2 separate regions of the Muntiacus reevesi genome follow, and region 2 is linked to region 1. Evidence: chromatin contacts called from public Hi-C data. All regions are on one chromosome and are shown on one strand. The core of a region is the stretch at or near the end of the contact, and the rest is flanking DNA. Distances in the headings are between cores, read along the strand shown. Region 1 holds the start of NAMPT (nicotinamide phosphoribosyltransferase). Region 2 holds the start of HBP1 (HMG-box transcription factor 1).

The links. Hi-C and Micro-C count contacts between places; a contact is called where the count stands out from the background.
Region 2: a Hi-C map of blood shows a contact between it and region 1, with 4 times the contacts expected there. The contact joins the promoter of HBP1 here to the promoter of NAMPT in region 1. A contact is called at or near these places in 2 of 3 Hi-C or Micro-C datasets (blood and muscle).

What each region holds. Positions count from the first base shown.
Region 1 is chr6:44,982,588-44,986,584 of mMunRee1.1, reverse strand. NAMPT (nicotinamide phosphoribosyltransferase) reads left to right here and starts at 2,353. Exons shown (of 11, transcript XM_065938655.1): 1 at 2,353-2,610. The coding sequence starts at 2,554.
Region 2 is chr6:45,833,012-45,837,008 of mMunRee1.1, reverse strand. HBP1 (HMG-box transcription factor 1) reads right to left here and starts at 1,926. Exons shown (of 11, transcript XM_065939838.1): 1 at 1,884-1,926. The coding sequence starts at 1,898.

The DNA of each region.
Region 1 (3,997 bases), core at 1,104-3,603:
GAAATCTCTACTTTGTATTTTGCGATAACTTCATAGTTCTAAATCCTAATTAACTAAAAATTGGTCCTGCTTAACCATGTAGTTACGTATTTGTTGTTGTTTAGTCACTAAGTTGTGTCCAACTCTTTGTGACCCCAGGGACTGTAGCCAACCAGGTTCCTCTGTCCATGAAATTTCCCAGGCAAGAATACTGGAGTGAGTTGCCGTTTCCTTCTCCAGGGGATCTTTTCGACCCAGGGACTGAACCCACATTTCCTGCATTAGCAGTCTGATACTGCTGATGCCTAATTCTACCTTAGACAAATGGAGATTTTTCTATTGGTAACATGACTTCATTTTCCTCTTATCCTGTGGAGACTGCACTGTGTTCAAGTTGCTGCTTCGAGTGCAGGCCTTATGGCTGTTTCTGCATTTAACAAGCAATGTTAATTGCATATTTACTTGCACTGATATTAAGCCTTTTCACCTTAAAACTGTAAATTCAATTCAAAGACTGAAGCTTAAATTTTATGCTACCATAAACAAAGCCCACTTTGTAATCAGAATTCTATTCCCCCACACACACATACATAAAACAATGGTCAGTTATACATACATGGATTCCAGGAAGCTAAGCAAAAAGCATTTGTCATTTAAATAAAATAGGTTATAGAAATTTTAAATGAATGAAGAAAAAAAGATCCAAATTAAGAGCAAAACGGATCATTTTTCTTCTCTGAATTGTACTCTTTAACGTATTAATAACAATCTCCCCAAATAAAATTTTTAGTATTTTAATTTAATATTAGTTTTGAAAGTAATTTTCCCTAATAAACATGAGTTAGGTCTACCAAAAAAAGCCTCGTTTGTTTTAAACCTTGTTGTTGAAATAATTCTAAATGCATTAGTATTATTCATTACCTTGGTGAGTGCCTAGGGATATCTCACCAGTCTGTAATCTTTGCCTTTACTGAATCTCCCTATAGATGTAGGCGAGTTTGTTTTAAACCTTGTTGTTGAAATAATTCTAAATGCATTAGTATTATTCATTACCTTGGTGAGTGCCTAGGGATATCTCACCAGTCTGTAATCTTTGCCTTTACTGAATCTCCCTATAGATGTAGGCGATTGTCAGGAATCTGTACTAACTCCGAGACATAGTCTGGACTGAAGTTGGTTTTAATTGAAGAGGCCTCAGTGTTTGGACGATGAATGTCTCTCAATTCACAGCCTCTACCCCCATCCTCCATAAAATGAGACTTCCACTAACTTGAATGACAATTGCAAAGTTCATGTACCAGTTTTTATTAAGTTGGTTTTCCCCTGGTAACCTGTGTCTTGTAAAACCTAAATCTTAAAAAAAAAAAAAAAAAAAAAACTATTAATCATGGGGACAAAGGAAATCAGTTTTACGCAAAAATGCAACCGCGTATGAGAACTACGCAAACGGATGGTCCACGTTTGGCTGAAGTCATCCGACGTCGTTTCATTTGCTTTTCTATTTGCAGGTTGCCAACCCGTTTCCCAAAATTGAGCGATTACAGCGATGACACAAGTCTCGCACCCTGTCAAAGACTGTGGCCCGTTGCCGATTACTCCTCGGCAAACTAGACTTACTGGGTCTTGTCCTCTGATTTATCTGTCAGGACTAAATTCAACACCCGAATTTGGGCGCAGGCTATTTTCTCGGGAAAAGTCAAAACACCCTCAAAGGATCAAAGAGCTCAGTCACAGAGGTGGAGGAAAGTGGAGTCGATTCCTCAGGTTAAGCAGACCCCTCAGCCCTTATTCCTCAGCAAGCTCTTCAGATTTTAAAGAGGGTTAGGAGGACCAGGAGAGACCGAGGGATGAAGGCAAAAGGCTCGATCCTGAATCCGAGCCAGAGACAAAGGTGAGGAACTGCGCGAGGGGGACGGGGAGACGGACAGAGGGAGGCTCCTCAGCCCCCAGCCAGTGGCGTGACTTCAAGAGGACTCAGAAAACGGGCCAGGACTGGGTAAGGATAGGAAGGTGCCAGCGGGGCGGGCGAACCGGCTAATCGCAGGAGTGGCGAGGCTGGGAACGCCCCCCACCCCGGCCCCGCCCCCGCCCCGCTGCCTAGGGCCGTGAAATGAAAGCCAAGCGGGCGCATGGGTCACGGGCCGGGGCGGCCCCTCAGCCTCCGGCTTCCCGGTGTGGGCGTCTCCGAGAAAAGCGCGTGCCTCACGTCCTCCACCACCCCCCCCCGCCCCCTGCGATCTGCGCACGCGCGCCCTCACCCCGCCCCTCGCGTCCCCAGCGGAGCGATGGGACAGGGGCGGGCAGCCGGGGTGAGGAGGCCACCGGGAGTCCCTAGATTGCCAGCGCGCTCCGCCTCCGCCGCCGCTCCACCGCCGCCGCTTCCCTCGCAGCGTCACGGCTCCCGGGACCTCCCTCCTCTGGCCCCGCCTACTCGCTCCCTTTCCCCCTCCTCTTACCCTCCCCCTCCGACCGATCGGTGACTTAAGCAACGGAGCGCGGTGAAGCCCATTTTTCTCCTTCCTCGCAGCCGCGCCGGGCACTCCGCGGCGCGCGGCCCCCACACTCCCGCCCGAGATGAATGCTGCGGCAGAAACCGAGTTCAATATCCTCTTGGCCACCGACTCATACAAGGTAGAGGCTCGGGAAGGAAGAGGGTGCGTCGGGGACCAGCGCGAGGCTGCGGGGCGGGGGCGGCCGGGCTGGGGTCGTGGCGCTGGGGAAGCCCCGAGGGAAGGCGCGGCGGCGGCGGCGGCGGGCGGGATGGGGCAGGTGAGGCTGGCGCCGCAGTTGGGGAGGAGGCTGATGGAGCAGGGATGGAGGGATGGACGGCAGGAGGCGGGGCCTGGGGGGGTGCGTGGTGGGGCGGTGCGGCGAGGGGTTGAGGCGGGCCCGAACCGGTTCCCCGCACTCGCCGCCCGGGGCTCGGGGCAGCTCAGCGGGCCGACGGCCGGGGCGTCACTGGGTGAGCTCATGCCTTCCCCAGGAGTGCGGCCTTTTGGCCCTGGGCCCGGTAGGGCCGGCCTTGGTTAGGGCTTGCCTGAGGAGAGCAGGTCAGTTAGGCAACGGCCCCTGGGATTCCGCCGTGGAAAGAGGGAGTCAGGTTTGAAAAGTGGGGTTTCCCTCGCGTAGCTGAGTCAAGCAAGCTCACCCCTTAGTCGGCAGATGTGTCCCTCCTCGAGGAAGGGGTGGGCGAGGTCTAGTAGGGCTGCCGGAGCAGCCAGCCACGTTCCTCTCCCGGTGGCCCGGGTGCCGAGGACCCTTATCTATCTGTTCCGGGGAGCCCTGCTCGACTTCCCCGTCCCATTCCATTGGGCTCGGTTTCAAACTCCTTTGCCTCTGGTGATCACTCACACTCCTCATCCCCTGTTGCAAAGGCCGATCTGCCTGTATTCCATTAGAGCCACTTTGTGATTTCTGTGAAAAGGAAAGTGAAACACAAGAAGTTTAAAAAACTGTAGTTAACCTAGAGAACTTGTTGAGAGGACACAGCGTTCTGTTACTATGGCTCTTGGACGCTTGCTTGTATAGGTGCCCCGATCATTTTATTTGAAACTCACATACATAAATAAAGGGAAGAGTGATTAAAGGGAAATTTGAGAAATATCCCCTCCCTCAGTTTCCACATTATATGAAGTAAACTGGATTATACTTTGCTAACAAGCTTTGTTATCCAGGACACCTGAAAAATGACATGTCACTCTGAAAACACCACTTTCACAAAATAAGTTTCAGTTTTTACTTGAGCAGCATGGTAGTTTGGAGTATAGCGATTAAAGCATAATGTTTTCAGCTTTGTTGTTGCTTTTAGTTTTTTCTCTTAAATATTCCAGTAAAGTATTTTGAAGAATCCCATTTTACTTAAGTTCTCTGTTGAAATTTTTTTCCTAGCTAGTTTAAGATTCTACTTTTGATAATTAAGGTGGGTTATTATTTAAAGTAGAACCAAGTTTCGCTAAAGAGTGGTCTTTTAAATGGAACTTAAAAATGGAAATCTACACAGTTGCAAGGAGATCTTAGT
Region 2 (3,997 bases), core at 677-3,176, 850 kb before region 1:
GAAATCCCGGGAGAAGGTAACTTTGAACTAAGGGGAAGATTTTTCTAAGTTGAAAAAGGTAACTGGGGGACCAGTGGTTCCGGCTCCGCACTTCCTCTGCAAGGGGCAAGGGTTTGTTCCCTGGTTGGCCTGGCCAGGGAGCCAAATAAATAAAATCTTTGAATTTTTTAATAAGTAAATGCGCTTATAAAACTAAGTAAAATGAAAACCAGGAAGTGAAATCAAAATTTCACTCTATAAATAATGTACTGTCAATTTATAATTTAAATATTTTGTTTTGGCTTTCTCAAAAGTATAAAAGCTCCAAAATACATTGGGTGTATTGAATTCTTTTGACTATAATTCAAATTTCCTTAAAACTGTGTCAAATATTACCTACTCAGCAAGAACTGAGTAGTTCAATCGTGGAAATTCAACAGTTGACCCTAGTACTCAGCAAGTTAAATCGGAAAACAGCAGAAACAGTAACAACAAAAAGCAGAGACTGAAAGAACTAGCAGTACATCACAAATGTAGATCATTATCAATAGAAAGAAATAGGAAAATATTTACAAATGTTACAACTATTCTAATTATCCAAAAGTAACTTTAATTTCACTAAATCATTGTTAGGAATCACCTGTTACTGCTAGTTAGAGGGAAATAAATCTATACACTCAGTCGGAATTGCTGGTAGGACTCCAACACTTCCTGGTATATACACAACTGACTTTTAACCTCCTCCCTTTAGCATCATTGGCTCCCAGAATTAAAGACTCTCGAGTGTTTCCCCGCAGTCAGAGCTCCCTTTACAAAAGATTCTTGCTGAAAACTCCTACTAAAGAATTCACTCTAGGTGATGTGTTCAAAAGAATGCACGGCGGCGAGCGAACTCCCCTAGACAGCAGGCAGCGTTTGAAGGAACTACAAAAACCCGGCCCCGACAGTCGATTTCGCTAGTTGTCTTTTTTGTTTTAATCCGCCTGGGGCAGCAGCATAGGCTGGAAGGCGGAGACTGAAACCGCCTGCCAAGCCTCGATCTCGGTCACACAGAGGCAGTGCCTCCCGGTTCACGCCAAGTCCATCCCCCACCCTCTTTCGCCATTCATAGCGTTCCCCTCCCCTCCCCCCATCATGTGACCGCAGCCTGGACTCCAGGCTTGTTTTTCCCCTCGGCTCAACTCCACCGCGCAGGCGCCAAGGAGTCCATTCATTCGAACTGCGTAACAATGAGCCCCGGGGCCCAAGGGCTCCGCGAGCTTCCCAGTTCGGCCCGAGCCCCTCTCGGCCCCCAAAGAGGCGGCGCCTCACAGGAGTCCTCCACCCGCGGCCGGCCGCCCACCCCGGGCCAACCTCCGACCCTCCGCCCACTCGCGGGGAGTTGAAGTCAAACTTTCCTGGGCAGCCCCAGAGTCGCGTCGGCCCCCTTCCCCCCGCTCAGGCCCGCCCCATCTCCTCACCCGGCCCGGCCACCCACCGCGCCACCCGGCCCAGAGCGCCGTCCTCGCCGACGCCTCCCAAGCCCCCGCCCCAAGACCCCCACGGACCGCGCCAACGCGAAGCCCAGGTGAGCTCGCGGGAAGCGCCAGTCCGGTGGGTTCGCCGCAGGCCGGTATCGGACGGTTAACTGCCCCCGCCGTCAGGAAGAGGAGAGCCGACCCGAGTTCACCCGGTCGCCAGATACCCTCGGGATCCTGCCCCTCCCTTCCCCACCCCCACCCCTTCCCGAACAGAAAGACAACAAACCCGCCGCGGAGTGTAAGTTGCCCCGGCGCGGGCCACCCCGGCCGCGACAACACCACCAGCAACTCGCGTATCCCCTCTCCAACTGACGCCGGCCTCCCCGGGGCGCGTTACTGCTCCTGCCGCCGCTCTTAGCCCTCCACCGAAACTTTCCTACTTACCAAACCCGTCGCCATTACCAATCTTTCAAGCTTCGTCTTCCCCCTCCCCTCAAACCCCCGGGGGGTTGAGCCTCCGCCCTGCTCCTTCGCCTTCTTATTGGCCTGCGGCACTGCCATTCGTTCATTTCTCCTTCCTATTGGGTGGTACCGTGGTCCGTCTCGGTGGGCGGGCTTGTGTTGACTTTTGTGTTGTATTTATTGGGGAAGACGGGGTGTCAATCACCAGGATGAGCGCTTCGGATTGGATTGCTGCCGAGACTCCCGGGACCCCAGCCAAACATTGCCTCCGAAATGGATTGTGGGTTCGTAGTCTGGGTCTGGCTATGTTTCTCTCCGAGATTGCACGTCGGAGGAACGAGTTGGACTACGTATCCCAGAAGTGCGTGCACGGTGCAGTCTTGATAGTAAACAAGAGTCATAGGGACACGTGTATCAGCTCGTTTGTTTTGGTGTCTGGGACAAAAAGGAGGGGGCGGAGGAAGGGAGTGTTTTAAAGCTTTTGCCTCTTCTCTTCCTTTGGGCCTGTGCTAGCACTCAGAGCAGCCTCAAGCCTCTCGCAGCACCCATTCCGGGCCATAAACAGCCAGAGTCGCTTGCGGCTCAGATTTTGGCAAGAGGCCAAGGTATTGTTTTAGTGCGAGGGGAAGGAGATGACTGCACAAGCGGAAGCAGTGCTTCGAGGGGGACCCAGTCACCCAGAAATCACGGCCCCAGGCATGATAGGGATAATAAAGGTGGTGCTGGAGTCCAGTGGGAAGACTTAACATTCCTTTATCCTGAGCCTGGCTTCACCCCTCCCTAGACAACAGCTTGAAATTTCTCTGCCGACTCTGTTCAGTTCACCCGAGATTTTTTGAATGCCGGCTGCGTGCCAGGCACCGAGAAGCTTGGGGGTGAACAATGAGAGAGAAGCTCGAGGGTCTGGACAATTTACAAAACTGTGAAGCGGGAGGTGGGGTCATTACTGTTGACGTTGGAATTGAGGAAAGGCAAAAAGATGTTTTCTATATTGACCAGCTTACTCGTTGTTTAAGGTAATACGGAGGGGTATAATGTGTGACGTAAACTGATGTAATTTGTGAATCGTTATCAGGGTTTCTCTGGTGAGTTGCTGTTTAACCATTTTTCCTCTTCCAGAGGTCTTCCCATTGATGAAAGAATGTCTTCCTACTTCGTTTCCAACTAGGAGTTCCTCCTTAAGTTATGAATTCTCTGACTCAGGGGAGGAGGATGGCTTTTCTGGCTTTATAGTTACCTTCATTTTAAACAAGGCTGTCCAGTTCCTAATCTATAATTGATGTTTTTACCATTCTCATTACAAAGGCATTATTAAGCTTCTTCCCCTTTGAACTTTTAGTGTTTAGTCATTTAAGCTATGTTTTAGGTTTTATACCTTTAGATCACTATATGTATGTTTAAGAGGAGGAAGACATACTAGAGAGAAATCTATAAAGTCAAACTTTTGGAAAGGAGCCTTAAATCCTTGCTGGTGATTCCTTTAAAAATCCCTACTTTTCTTGAATTTTTAAATCTGAAACCCACGGAACAAATATGGAAATCCAAAGTAACTTTCTGGTACTGAATCAAGTTTTCAAATTGTTTTATGGATTCCCTGTTTGAATCCTTAAAGGGAATTATTTATAGAATAGTCCTCCCTACCATGTGATCAAAGATGCACATTCTGTATTCACAAATAGCAATCAAATTATTCTTTTGTTTCTTAAAAATAATCCAGAGGGCCAATAAAATGCCTGAATTTTTCCCCAAGTAAAAAGGACAATATTTGTATTTATCTTAGTTCAGAGATTAATGGAGTGACCCCAAGACTCAACTGTGGCCCTGCTCTTTTGTGTATTTTTATTTTCTTTCTTCACTTTTTTTTTTTTTATAGTGGAGGTTCATTGCGCCTCAGATTGAAAAATTGAAAATATGAACTCTCCAGTGTTTAATTTCCTGACAAAAAGAAAAATCCGTGGAATTCACTTGATCATTGAAAACTAAAATCTGAGCTATTAATGACTAGCTCCCTCCAGGAAACTAAAAACCTTTCCTACCACCCAAAAAATGAACTCTCAAGAGCTGGTACCACTCCCCCCGCCCCCAACCCCCTAGCG